Linked DNA regions of Sus scrofa: region 2 is linked to region 1. A link is a contact called in public HiChIP or PLAC-seq data. All regions are on one chromosome and are shown on one strand. The core of a region is the stretch at or near the end of the contact, and the rest is flanking DNA. Distances in the headings are between cores, read along the strand shown. Region 1 overlaps RUNX1 (runt related transcription factor 1). Region 2 has its middle 240 kb from the start of RUNX1.

Region 1 (3,586 bases), core at 944-3,443:
TGACAAGAAGCCTGTCCCCACATCAAAGAAAGGTGTAAGCAGGTCCCCCCTTGGGAAGGTGACATAGGAAGTGGGCTGCTTCTGAAGCACTGAACCCAGATAGATGGATAAATATTTCAACGGCTTTTCCAGAAGGGTACTTAAGGAGGAGAGGCCATCTCAGTTTGGGTTTCAGCCCAGGGCCTTTCGGTTTAAATATAAAGTGCATTAAAGCCCTTTCTTTAGAGAGGCGTATGCCATTTTTAGGGAGCAGCCCCGTTCTCCTTCTGACTTTATTGGGAATACAAGGCAAATAGGTATCTCGGTGTTGTCATTAGTATTCATTATTTATTAGGTCTGGATGGTGTATTCACAGCCAGGAGGGTCATGTACCTTCTCAGAAGGCTTGACCCTAGGGACAGTGCTTCCCCTAGTGACAGCCTTAGGGGGCTCTTGACCAAGTGAGAAGAGCGTCATAGGAGAATGACACGCAGCATCAGAAACCCAGAGAAGTGCATCTCGAATTCTGATTTAGAAAAGAGTAGGGCACTGCCATGGGAAAAGTTTCTGAACAGTGACTTCAAAATCAGCTTGTGACCCATTCGTTGGTTTCAAATGCAACAACAAGGACATTATTACAATTATTATTATTATACAAATACAAGAAAGAAAACGAAATAGAAGGAAAAAAAATGAAAAACAGAGTGCTTTACAAGTAGGAAGAACAACTACTGCTTCCTGAAGCCCTTTTTTGATTGACAGAGCCATCTCCTGAGTCATGCATGGAACTTGCTTTCTACTGTTCCTTGCAATTCAAAAGCGTTTGGAAGCCTCTGGACTAAAATTTCCCTTTTTCTTACTTTGTGAGGGTGACTCGGCATGCGAGCCTCTGCGACTCTCTGAAGGTCCTCTAACTTCTGCACCTCCATCTCCTCACTGGCCAAGCCTAGAGCCCTGATGTTGTCAGCAGGTTATTCAGAAGACCACATTATTTTTTTTTCACATCTTTAAAGTCTTTATTTTTTGTATTTTTAAAAATTTTGTTGAAGTATAGTTAATTTACAAGGCTATGATAAATTTCTGCGGTACAACAAAGTGATCCAGTCGTACAGAGACAAGACCACACTCAACCATTGCCGCTGAAGCACTTGGAAAAGCCAGGCACAGCTATCAGTGGTGAAGGATTATTATAAAACAAATCAGAGTGGAACTTTTTTTTTTCTTTTCTTTTTTAGGGCCACGCCCTCAGCATATGGAGGTTCCCGGGCTAGAGGTCAAATCAGAGCTACAGCTGCTGGCTTACACCACAGTCACAGCAATGCAGGATCTGAGATGGGTCTGCAACCTAGACCAGAGCTCACGGCAATGCCAGATCTTTAACCTACTGAGCAGGGCCAGGGATTTAACCTGCAACCTCATGGTTCCTAGTTGGATTTATTTCTGCTGTGCCACAACAGGAACTCCAAGAGTGGAACTATTTTGAGGGCCACCCTTCTGTGGAATGACATCCGATTATTTTGGGAAGTAAGAAGTGTCTAAGCAGACACTTTGTATAATCTGTGCATTTATAGAGGGAAAGGGAAGTTCCAAAAAAAAAAAATGAGTGTTTTTTTCCCCAGGTCCCTCAATAGCAGCTGATCTGGGGAACCCCTGACCTGTGCATTACTGCCATGCACCCAAACCTGCTACTCTATCAACAGCTGTGTTGCTACTTTTTTTTTTTTTTTTTAAGAGGGATAGACTTGTGAAATTTTATTTACAGAAAATTTAGAACTCACGAAAAACTAAGTTGATTTCTCCCCTTTCAAAGTGGCTTTCCAATTGCAATCACATAAATTAAACTCCAGCTTTGAAGAAACTGCGGGGACTGAGTCATGAATCTCCCAGGAGAGGTACGGAGAACCCCTTGAAACTCTCGAGAAATTAATGCAATAAGATGCAAAGAACGACTGTGACTAATCCTCTACCTGAAACGTCAGTTGGGAAAGGATGTTTCAAACTGTATGGGAAAAGCAGAAGGGAAAATGCCCCTTGCCTCTCTTTGACGATCTAAACTGAAAGCAAGGGAAGAACCAAAAAAATGTCAGCCTAAACGTCCCATTTTGTCTCTCCAGTGGGAAAGTGTCGCGTAAAACACAGGCCAGGCCGAGATGATGCATGAGGTGGTTGCTCAATGCTGTGTTGTGACACTTCTTAACTGTCACCAAGGGCTGGCCAGGGTGGTGATGGTTGCATCAGTCCCTCTGCAAGGTGTTTCCTGGGCTTTGCAGACAGGGTGGTTCGGGGGCGGTACAATCTCTCTTCTTGTGGAGGCCAGATAAAGCCTCCTGCTCCGGGCCACTATCTTTCAGTGCTGAAGCTGTAGATAATACTGTTTCAAACCCGCTGCCCAAGTCCTGCTTTCCCAGTTTATAAGTCTTTATTGCTAAAGTCTTTTGTGTGTGTTTTATCAGACACATTTTATCGTACTTCTCCAAACGCCCTTTGTCAGAGTCAGCCTTTGAACTTTTGCATATACATTGAATGTGACCGAAGATTCAGGACAAGTAAAGGGCTTATCTTATAATTCTAAAGAAAGAGGAACAGAGTCATCGATCTTTCTGCTATAATAGATCTTCTCGAGGTCTGTGTGTGTGTGTGTGTGTGTGTGTGTGTGTGTGTCAGCGCTAGTGGGCACGCCTGCTGGGAGGACAGGAGTATAATTTGGCTCTGTTTAAGCTATTGTGCAACAGATAAGCTACACAACTAGTTTATGCCTGTTGTTTCTGCACAAATTAAACCTCAATCCTGGTGCAGTGCAAAAAATGCTCATGGCCAGCCTGTGTTGGATGGTGCAAAAGGCCACTGAGACTGGGCCTGACATTGGGGCCCTATTCACAGGACTCCCTGTGTGGACAGCACACCAGGCCAACTTCTATGTTCTCTTTTTGGGGTGAGATGTCAGCCAGGGCCTTAATAAGACTCTTGCTCTCCTCTCATTTGACACGGACGCTCTCTGGAACTGAGCTCCAGCCCTGCCAGAGGAATGATGCTCGCTCATGTTAAGTTCATCTCCGTGATGCAGCAAGCTGATGGAATCCATTTGGATTACATCAAATGGGTTTATAACATCGCCCCTCCCTTCTCATTTTTTTTGCATGTCTCACGTCAAACCCAACCCTGCAATTGTGAAAATCAACTAGGAAAGAAGAGATAAGGGACAGGTGAGAGTGGCACTGCCCTCTTCTCTGGGCACAGAGGCAACTTTTTTTTTTTTTTTTTTTTTTTTTGTAGGGCTGAACCCAAGGCATATGGAAGTTCTCAGGCTAGGGGCTGATTCAGAGCTGTAGCTGCCTGCCTACACCACAGCCACAGCAATGCTAGATCTGAGCTGCGTCTTCAACTTACACCACAGCTCACGGACATACCGGATCCTTAACCCGCTGAGTGAGGCCAGGGATCGTACCCAAATCCTCATGGATACTAGTAAGGTTCCTAACCTGCTGAGCCACAGTGGGAACTCTGACAACTTCTTAATACAGCTCACATGCTGCCCCAAATGCAGAGAATTCTGAGCTCTTTGAGGTACTACATTACACACAAAAAAAGAAAGAAAAATAGGAGTTCC
Region 2 (3,917 bases), core at 834-3,333, 390 kb after region 1:
CAACAGATGATTGGATTCAGAAGATGTGGTCTATATACACAATGGAATACTACTCAGTCATAAAAAAGAACGGCATAATGCCATTTGCAGCAACATGGATGGAACTAGAGAATCTCATACTGAGTGAAATGAGCCAGAAAGACAAAGACAAATACCATATGATATCACTTATAACTGGAATCTAATATCCAGCACAAATGAACATCTCCACAGAAAAGAAAATCATGGACTTGGAAAATAGACTTGTGGCTGCCTGATGGGAGAGGGAGGGAGTGGGAGGGATCAGGAGCTTGGGGTTATCAGACACAGCTTAGAATAGATTTACAAGGAGATCCTGCTGAGTAGCATTGAGAACTACGTCTAGATACTCATGTTGCAACAGAACAAAAGGTGGGGGAAAAAATGTAATGTATACATGTAAGGATAACTTGATCCCCTTGCTGTACAGTGGGAAAATAAAAAGAACATATTACCTACTTCAGTAAAATTAAAAATATATATATACCATGTGATATCACTTATGTGTGGAATTTAAAATATGGCACAAATGAATCTATCTACAGAACAGAATCAGACTCACCGACAGAGAGAACAGATTTGTGGTTGCTGGGGGAGGGGGGCAGAGGGAGGGATTGGGATGGACTGGGAGTTTGGGTTGGTAGATGCAAACTATTACATTTAGAATGGATAAGCAATGAGGTCCTGCTGTACAGCACAGGGAACTATATCAAGTCTCTTGGAATAGAACATGATGGAAAATAGTGTGAGGAAAAGAATGTGTATATATGTATGACTGGGTCACTTTGCTGTACAGCAGAAATTGGCACAATGTTGTAAATCAACTATACTTTAATAAAAAATAATTCAACTGAAAAAAAACTAAAAAATGTGAAGAAATAAAAATCACGGGGTCTTCTGATCCTCTCGGGGCTGTAGAGATCTTCCTAACAGTTGGGAAGTCATATATCAATGAAGCCTTGAACTAAATAAATATGTTTGAGAATATGCAAAGAAATATTTTTCAAATGAATATAGATGTTATGAGAAATAAAATGCAATATAAAAGTTTAAAAAAGAACAGATTGCTTTGGAAAATCAATTGCAACAACTTCATCCAGTCACTGCGTTGTGACCCCCAAGATTCAAGTAACAGTGGGTGACCTTTTATGCTAAGATTTTCTTTTGAATGTTTCAACACAACTACTTGTCATAGACATCTGAGACCGTGTCAAAAGCTGTGAGCAGTAGAATATAATCTATACCACCTTTTCTCTTGTACTATACGTGTCCATTTTACTATCACGGAAAAAGGGCAACTGACTATCACTCTTGAAATTGTAATCATCAGTGGAATTAATCTCCCATTCTTAAGAACTTCCTCAAGGTGTTAGATGTTGCTCCTTACCAAAAACCAGTCTTATAGCAAAGGAGAACAATTTAGAGCATTTTTTTTAAGTCCTTGAAGGCAGGGACTGTGATATTTTTTTTCACTCTTGAATCCCAATATCTGGAATCTAATAAGTGTGGATTAAGTTTTTAGAAAAGAAACAAGGGGGTGAGTCTAGCTTTATCAATAATCAAAATTTTAGATCCATGATTTTGGAGGATGACCTTATGGTATAAAAGCTTTAAACAATTTGCATTCAGAAGACAAATATACTACAGCTCTTCCCGATTTTTTTTTAAATTCCCAAGGAAAAGGTTTTCTTTTCCACTAGCAAGTCCTTATTACCTTAGTAATCTACTATAATAGCCTTGCTCCAGTCATATTTGCTGTGTAACAAACTACCCCATAGTTTGTCAACTTAAACCAATGATTTTGTTTTCTTCACAGTTTGGGGAGGTCTTGACTGGATGACCCATCTCTATTCTCTATGTGGCTTCAGCTGTGGCATGACTGGGGCTAGAGAAACCACTTCCAGATATCCTCTGCCCTCATACATCTGGCTCCCTGGTGCTTCTCTCTCTCGCTCGCTCTCTCTCTCTCTCCATGTGACATCTCATCTTCTAGAACCTCTCCTGGACTGTGAGTTGGGTTCCTCCAATCATGCACAGCAGCCCCAGTCTCTGTATACTGGGACTTCTACACAGTGACTCAGTTCTGAGGGCAAGTTTTCCAAAGGACCAAGGCAGAAGCTGCAAGACTTTTGTAACCTAACCTTGCATTAGAAGGACACCATGTCACTTTCCCATACTCTCTTGGCCAAACAAATCACAGAGCCCCCCAGATAGAGGGTCGGGGGCATAACACTCCCCCAGAGGGGAGGTTCAAGAATTTCTGGGCATTTTTAATCTGCCCCCAAACTCACAAAGAAGACATGGGAATAACTGATGTCTTTGAAAATATGAGAGTATGCTTTTGTGAAGCAGGGTGGGGAACGTAGCAAATGCTTCATATATTTTTGTGGATCAATTGAATAGATGAATTAATGGAGGAAGGAAGTACCGATCATGCTTTCAGTCCTGCAGTATGCCTGTGTTAATAGTCTTTACTTTAAATGGGTAAATAGATCGAATCATGCCAACATAAATATTATGTCTTGTATATTTAATGTAATTCCCCTTCTGGGTGGAAAGAAACACAGCGATGTGAACATATTTAACTGTGGCCAAATCTTTTCATACTCTACACATGGAGTTTGTGTTGAAAATGTGAATAATGGTTACTTTTTATGGAGTCTGTTTTTGTTTAAGTATCTACCCTATAATACAGCTCTTATACATTTGAAACCAAGGGATATCATTAATTTGAAGACCAAAGAAACCAAAATCTGATTATACCCAAAATAAGAATAATAGCAAAGGATAGATGAATAATTATCTCCATCAAACTAATCTCCAAATATTTGATTAAATCCCAAAAGCTTTTTACAAGACGTTTCTTCCCTTAGATTTTTATTTTCATTTATCATACAAAAATTCATACACTTGTGATTCATTTTTGTTTTACTTAGCTAAACACTGCTTCATTGGCAATTTACTTGATATTCATACAATTTGAGTCAATTTCATTTTCCTTAAAAACAGGAAGTTGACTTTTGCCAAGACTAAATGAACTTGAACACAAACTTTTAAATGTGCCTTAAAGGATGGAATCCTCCATGCTTGGGACCATTCTGATGTCGGCAAGACTCTTCTCCCACCCAGACTACGAAATAATAATGATGCCTTTTAGCAATTTAAGCTTTGAGTCCCAAAAACCTGAATCTATTACTAAATTTCACTTAACGACAGGACCTTATTTTTATCTTTAGTAAATATCCCAGGCCATGTTTAAGTACCAGAGACAAACTGGTTTATTACAGATTTTAAATTTGGAATGATGAGCAAATCAATATTTCAAAGTATAATAGGAACAGATTCTATGACATGAATACAAATCAGATATTGCATTGGCCAACATCCAACAAGAGACACACACAAAAAAATTGGGAAAGCTAAGTTAAGTGCAATATTAAATGATGTAATAAAGCTTTTGAGATACAAGTTTGAAAAATTTTGAAACTTACCAATTTAAAACCTGAGAGAAAAACCTCAATTTAACTTGTTAATATACAGTGCTTTCTTATCATTCTTTTTCTTTGAAATGAATAATAGCAAATAGCAACTTGTAGATGTTTGTATAACTAAATCTGGAACCTGTAGTTCTAGCAGATCAAAGGATCCACGAGTGATTTGTGAGTATTAACCATGGATCTCCTGGATGCCTGAAGATATTTTTCCAAAGTGGATTCTTATACCTTCCCCTGAAACATTCACATAAATTCTTTAGTCTAATCCATTAAGGCAACCACATTTTCATTTTCTCATTTTACTTAATGAAAAGTCAATTTCAGGGAAATTCAATTGTATAACCAGTTATTAGCTCTATTGCAAACCAGGTCTAAACTAGCAACATATATACATTTATGCTTCAA

Evidence for each region. HiChIP or PLAC-seq counts read pairs in DNA pulled down with a chosen protein or histone mark.
Region 2: a contact with region 1 is called in an H3K27ac HiChIP or PLAC-seq map of alveolar macrophages. The contact joins two enhancer-like sites. A contact is called at or near these places in 1 of 47 Hi-C or Micro-C datasets (embryonic fibroblasts) and 1 of 2 datasets of contacts at active chromatin or transcription factors (alveolar macrophages).

The regions. Positions count from the first base shown.
Region 1 is chr13:198,486,753-198,490,338 of Sscrofa11.1, forward strand. All of the region lies in intron 1 of RUNX1 (runt related transcription factor 1), which reads right to left. Among named protein-coding and RNA genes, the nearest start is that of RUNX1, 150 kb to the right of the region's middle. Within about 2 kb of position 2,194, at least 12 of the 83 cell types and tissues checked have an H3K27ac peak or open chromatin away from gene starts, as enhancers often do. A contact at or near this core is called in alveolar macrophages, where this site is marked.
Region 2 is chr13:198,877,103-198,881,019 of Sscrofa11.1, forward strand. No RefSeq gene overlaps it. Among named protein-coding and RNA genes, the nearest start is that of RUNX1, 240 kb to the left of the region's middle. Within about 2 kb of position 2,084, at least 1 of the 83 cell types and tissues checked has an H3K27ac peak or open chromatin away from gene starts, as enhancers often do. A contact at or near this core is called in alveolar macrophages, where this site is marked.